2 separate regions of the Mus musculus genome follow, and region 2 is linked to region 1. The links are chromatin contacts, called in public promoter capture Hi-C maps. All regions are on one chromosome and are shown on one strand. Each heading gives the region's core, a stretch centred on a gene start, on an enhancer-like site or on the middle of the called end of the contact. The rest is flanking DNA. Distances are from core to core; before and after follow the strand shown.

The links. Promoter capture Hi-C pulls out the DNA fragments that hold promoters and counts their contacts.
Region 2: a promoter capture Hi-C map of pre-B cells shows a contact between it and region 1, with 4 times the contacts expected there. The contact joins the promoter of Vps37a here to the promoter of AI429214 in region 1. A contact is called at or near these places in 3 of 39 promoter capture datasets (hippocampal neurons, maxillary cranial neural crest and pre-B cells).

What each region holds. Positions count from the first base shown.
Region 1 is chr8:36,991,878-36,995,081 of GRCm38.p6, reverse strand. It overlaps AI429214 (expressed sequence AI429214), which reads right to left and starts at 1,507. Exons shown (of 1, transcript NM_001039220.3): 1 at 1-1,507. The coding sequence starts at 1,382. The coding sequence ends at 501. The region is part of intron 2 of G630064G18Rik (RIKEN cDNA G630064G18 gene); the gene reads left to right.
Region 2 is chr8:40,510,175-40,513,378 of GRCm38.p6, reverse strand. Vps37a (vacuolar protein sorting 37A) reads right to left here and starts at 1,596. Exons shown (of 12, transcript NM_033560.3): 1 at 1,146-1,596. The coding sequence starts at 1,270. Cnot7 (CCR4-NOT transcription complex, subunit 7) reads left to right here and starts at 1,625. Exons shown (of 7, transcript NM_011135.5): 1 at 1,625-1,839; 2 at 3,153-3,204.

The DNA.
Region 1 (3,204 bases), core at 258-2,757:
AGCCCTCATCGCTGCTTCCTAACTATCTTATATCTGTTTACTTCTTTCTCTCTGTACTGTCCACCACCACTCCAAACTACCATCATTCATATGTGTGTGTGTGTATAGAGAGAATACCACACACACACACATATACATACATATATATATATATATATATATATATATATATATATATATATATATTCCCCTAGATTACAAAAGTTTTGCAATTTCTCCAATTGTCTTCCATAATGTGAAAAATCTATTGGATTTAATGATTTAGACTTCAGTGAAGGAAGCAGAAGTAAATCTTACATTAGTTTCTAAATTTCCTCTATATGAGATGGTAATTACTCAAATCCACACCAGGTACATGTATGCACAACACATGTTATCACTAATCACCAATAGTCACCATCCCCTGGTTGGGCATAGTACATATCATCATTAGTAGTCAGCACCTCCTATCTGGTTGGACGTGTGAGTTGAGAATCATTAAAAAGACTTGTACAGTCTTCCTACACCTGCTTTGAATATGCCCGCCCAAAGCCGGAGCTTCCCTTCAGCATTTTCTCAGTCAGTCGCTTCCAGATGATCCTAGGATCATCTGAAAGCCTGGGGAAGCCCTGATGTGCTTCTCCAACACGGGTGAGAAAGTCTGTGGTATGAAGGTGTTCATCTATTTTCTCTTGGAGTAGTAGTGACTGCAGTAAAGTTTTCCTTCGTCTCAGGAAGTCAGACTGAGCCAGCTCTGCTCTTTTGCTATTACAGCTGGGACACTGCGAAGAAATGTGTTGCGTAATCGCCCCTATGTACGCCAGAGTCGCTCTCGTGTTTTCCAAATAGATTCTGTTCCACAGTTCATCAGGGATCGTACAATTGAAAGCATCTACCTCTGAGGTCTCTGCAATCCATCTGAGCTGCAGCCTTTTGGGTCTGTTGCTTTTCTTAGCTCTTAAATCCTGTCTCTGGTGAATCAAGTTTACTTTTTTAGTACAAAAAGACTGCAGGGCATCCAGTTCTTCTGCGGATTCCTTAGGGATTTCTGGTGGGAGTCTACGGTCGGGTTGAGATCTTTCAGAATGAATTTCTTTGCTCTTGAGATGGTTGATCCACATTTCACTCAGCTTATTTTCATCCTTCTGTAAGAGTGAAAGTTCTGACTGCTCGTCTTGCTCTTCCGAACTTGTAGTCGGCGTTTTGGTCTCGACTGGGCTCTCAGAGGTGTGTGAATAGGATTGTAATTCTCCAGAGAAGCTGATGGAACCAGAACTCAGTACCTCATCTGCACAGGACCCGGGGAACTCTTCTGAAACTTGAGTAGCACAGACGTCCGTCTGGGCCGGGCCTCCGTGCTCTTCTTTTGAGTCCTCCGGCTTCTGAGCAGGTGGCCACCCCATTGTCTCGGACTCAGTTCCTCATCTGCTTTGCTCTGGTCAAAAATGGGTCTGGAACCAGTAAAGAGGAGCCGACAGGGCACAATCTTTGGTGTAGTTGAGTGCCGCGAGCTTCTTCTTCCGGGTATGCCTTTCCTGGTTGACATGGCAACGCGGGCCGGTCATGCGCAGTGAGTGGTCTCCGGTATCCCGCCCCTTTCCTGTCTCTTGCAGGAGCCCGTTCAACAGCTTTTAATTCAGCCCTCAGGCTGCTGTGTGTAATTCAAGGGAAAAGGTCGCAAACCTTTCAGGTCAGACCAGGTGTTGAGCATACGTAAGTCCCATGGAGACAGACAGATGGCACTTGACAAAAGAGATAACGCGTCTTGCCGCAAAATTTCCACAAAAAGTGCTATCTGAAGTCCCCAGTAATACATACCTGTTTTAGAGCCAAGGGAGAAGCTGTTTGTAGATTTGCCTTAGAATAAAAATGGAAATACTCACAATATTCTCTAAGGTCTCTCCACAGTCTCTCAAGGCTCCTGAAAACCCTCGCAGATTCCTCAAAACCACAGTGTTAGGTGCTGTCCCTTCCAACTGCCAGATCCATACCTTCATCTCTAGATGTTGTGCTGTATGGCTATTACCACCTACAAGATGCTTTACACGGAGGGTTCGGGTGCATTTCCTGCATTCTGTATATCTGAGTCTCTGAGGATAAAGCCTAAAGATGCAGCCTGCTCAAGAAATCTGTTAGTGTGCTTAATACCACTTACAAAGGGACAGTGGGTTTTGTGACATGAGTAATTCCACTTTAAGAAAGTCTAAGTATCCTCCTATTTAATTTCAAACTCAAGCCCTTACCCAATGATACATCCCTCTAATACGGGGCTTTTAAAAGACATTGCCTCAGACCCAAATGCCATATAAAGGCACATGTTGAAAATCCTGATGATGACCCTAAAGCGCGCGCGCGCGCGCGCGCACACACACACACACACACACACACACTGGACTCTCAAATGCACTTTGTCTTCCTTCCCTGCATCCCTTCCGACACTGCCGACTCATCCTTGTGTGTCCTCACCCACTCCCTTACTTTGCCAAGGTCAATGGTCTGAAATATTCAAAGATAATCTGAGAAATTTGGTCAGCCTTCCTTTAAAGATAAGAACTTTCCAACTTCCTCATTTCGGCCAAATTAAAGAAAGCAGAAAGACAATTGTGGATCTAAGGGATTTCCAGCAGGATTCGTGTTTTTATTCTAAATTGTTTCAAAATCCTCCCTCATGCTCCCATTCATATTTCCATATAATTCATTTTTCTCCCCACCCCCAACAAGGAATGTGTCTTTAAAGTACATCCTCTAATAACGTCCATGTGCTAATACCCAGGCTCATCCAACTTCTATCTTTTAGCACTGTAAGTTTATCTGTTTTTTAAAAATAGCTTCATCTGTGACCAAAAAATATGAATAGGAAATTAATCAATTTTCTTTTCATAAAAGTAGCGAGATACTGTGGACAGTTTAACATTCTAGTAACTGCTGTTTAAGAAGAAAAATAGCTGCAGCATACTATCATGTTCAGATAATATTCATGAGGATAGAAGTCAAAGTTTGGACTTGAAAATAGAAGCTGTGATTTATGTGAATCACTGTCGACATTTCAAGTGTACTGCAGGGTGGAATTTCATGGTGTCTTTGTTTAAAACCCAAGTCCCTATTTGTTTCTTGTCTGTAAACTAAAGGTCAAATGCATCTACTGACTCCCATACCTGAGAGTCATTAGTGCTTAGTGTGCAGAGGTGAAGACATTGTGGAGCACTGGCAAAAGACATGCGGTGC
Region 2 (3,204 bases), core at 347-2,846, 3.5 Mb before region 1:
ACTCTTTTCTACTTAAAAAGACAGTAAATGACTTTTTGAAACTTTCCTACAACCAAAAATGAAGTTGACAACCAAGAAACTCAGTTCAGTCAGCAACAGGCCTCATTCAAACTGATTTTGTAGTGAATTTTTCTTTAGACAATGTTTTTTTAGGTTATAGCTTACTTGCTTGGGAAGAAAATAGATGTGTAACACAAAAATAGCCCTTGATGGTGTGTTCAATAACTTGATGTTATTATCTCATGGATGTGTGAGTAGGTATGTATACATACATAATTATATTGTATAACATATTATAATGTGTATAATGTGACAAGGTTTTTGAAAGTCTAGAGTTTAATCATGTTGATCTCTAATATGCTTTATAAAATGTGCTGTGAAGCTGTTAGTTAATTGTAAAATCCATATATCGCAAAGCAGCTCTAATATTTGAAAGCCTGTAGCAGCCACGGACATATCTAATTTAAAAAAAAGACTGCAGCAAACAATTTTATATTTAAGAAAAAAAGTCGAAATAATCTGATTTCCTGTATTTCTAGTTTGACTACAATACAACAAGCAAACTCAAAAGACAACAGATAATGCAGATGGTTGTCTGGCAAGTCCTAAGTGTGGAGCCAAATAGAAGAAAGTGAGAAGTCTAAAGACTCTAACAATTACAAGACAGAAAGAGGTTATTGGAACAGGGTGAGCTTTAATTACAGACTCAAAAGGATTGTCACCAGGACAGAGTTAACTAAAAACACTGGCTTCCCTTTTCTTTGACGTTGCAACAGTTTAAATTTTCAGTTCATAAAACTGTTGGGAATTATCTTTCCAACTGTCTCTTAGCATGTTAACAATTCGAAGGCAATGCTACAATCAGGTAGATCAAAAGGAAAATTAGCGTGTGAGCTAGGGGTGCTGTATACAGATTAAAGAGAGATGACTCCGTTTGTCAGTGGAGATGAGCCAAGTCAAGAGAGGAGCTGAACAGCGGTGGGGCACCAGGGACACAAACTAGGGAAGCAAGCGCTTAACCCCACTGGAAGACCCATCAACAGGAGGCAGCTGATGGAGCGGCCTACGGATTCGCACACGGTGTGTTTGCAAGCAGCCCGCCCTCCCGTCCTACTTTACCCTGGGCCGAAGCCACCAGTCGTCACCTGGAATGGGAGTTCCGGAGTGACTCGATCAGCCGCTGCTTCTGCTGCTGGAGACTGGTGAGGCCGGCAGGGGACCCAGCCGCGGAGGATGACGCGCTCTTCGCCAGGGGAAAGAGCCAGCTCATCCTCCTCGGGTCCCCGGGCCCGAGGCCCTACAAGGTTCTGGCCTGCTGCTCCTCGCTTAGCCCAGTGCTTCCCGGGCGATCGAGCACGGCCCGGACGGGGTGCCCAGGGGCCGCGCCGTCTCCCACACGCCGCGCTCGTGAGTCCCTGGCCCCGGGGGTCCGAGCTACCACTGCGGGCGGCTGGAGAAGGGCGACTCGTCGGCTGGACGGAACCCCGGTGTGCTCCGGGCCACCACCACCCCGGGGTCAGTTAGCTAGGCCTGGTCGCCTTGCCGGCTCAGCTGCTCCAACGCCGGGGCGTTCGTCACCTGCCCGCCCCGCCTCCTGAGGGAGGGCCCCGCCCACCCGGCGCCCGGCGTCATCAGGCCGCGCCCTCGGCGGGACGTGCGAGGAGCGACGTCGCCGCGCTGGGCCGAGCGCCGCTCCAGCTCCCCTTTCCCCCTTTCGCAGGGCGAGAGGCGTCTATGGGGCTCCCGCCGCCGCCGCCGGTACCGCCACCGCCACCGCCGCCGCCGGGTGCTAGCTCTATGGCGAGGAGGAGGAGGAGGAGCGCGAGCTCAGAGACCCAAGTAGATCCGGCGGGGGCCCGGGCGTGCTGGGGCGCCTTGGGAAAAGGGGCTGGGAGTGGGGAGCCCGAGATTGGCGCGCGCGATGGCGCCCGCCTAAGCGTGGCTGTGTGGGACGGAACTGGCGGAGGCGGGGAGCCCGGGGGGACGGCGGTGCTAACGGGCGGGGGGCGGGTGGGGGCTGTCAGGGGCGCGGCGCGCAGTGATGACGCCACCGCTTTGTACCTGGGACTTCGTTGTGGGAAGGAAATTGCGAGTGGAGGGCGGTGGCCTACTTGGGGCCCCGGTGGCTTTCGTCCTCGGCAGTGGTTTTTGGGGGTAGTCGGTCTGGCTCTAGGCCATGCGAATAGGCACCCTGCTCCTGGCCGGCGGCCAGCCGAGCGACTTATCCTTGACATGAAGGCGGCCGTGCTCTCTCCACGTTGCTCGCCCACGGAGGACGCGCGACCTCAGGGATGAGAAGGCCTTGGCTGCCCCTTGGAGGGACCCCTGAGACCGCAGTAGAGAAGAGCGGGTGGAGGAAAGCAGGGTTAAAGTACAGTGTGTCGGTAGAGCGCGTGTAGGGACCGGTGTGAGGACGGAGGGGAGGAAGAAAGAAGGCGTGCCCTGCATCACCTTTTGTTTTCTCCAGCGTACATTTAGGAGTTTGGGACACCAGGCCACCCTCTTTTAACTCGCTGGTTTTGTCGGGGGTTATTGTGTGTTTGGTCCCTGTCCGTCTGATTAATTATCTTACCATTGTATACCGTGAACCTTGTGTGGATGGCAGAGACGTGAGGTCTCTCTTGGGTTGCCAGTTTTTGAAATTAGAAATTTTTAAATGTACACATTTCATTGCCTGCCTGCCTACCTGCTTGCTTGCTTTCTTTCTTTCTTTCTTTCTTTCTCCCTCCCGCTATATTTGTTTCTGAGATTGCCTAATGGCTTTTCAAAACATTTTTAAGAAAAATGTTTCCTCTGCTCTGCTTTGAATGAGTAAGATTTTTAAATGTTTTGTTAGAAGAATAAAAGCAAGCATTCTGTTATGAAACGTTTGATTTTGTTGATTTTTTTTTTTTTTTTTGGCTTGAAATGGTTCAAAGTTTTGTGTGGAGTGAATTGAACTCGGAGCAAATCTTAATTAGTGAAATTTATATTCAGTTGGGAAATCGGCGGTGTGGTGCTTTTATCCTCTAAATATTAGCTGTATACCTTGAGAAAAGGAACTGTCTAAAACTTGATTTTGTTATGAGTCATGAACTTTGTATAAATAAGGTTTATACCAGCCCAGTTTTATAATTCACATTCATGATATTGGTGTTTTTTTATTTCAACAGGTGCATAAGTAAAGGGTAAAGTATTTTTATGACACAAATCTTCAATCAAGTA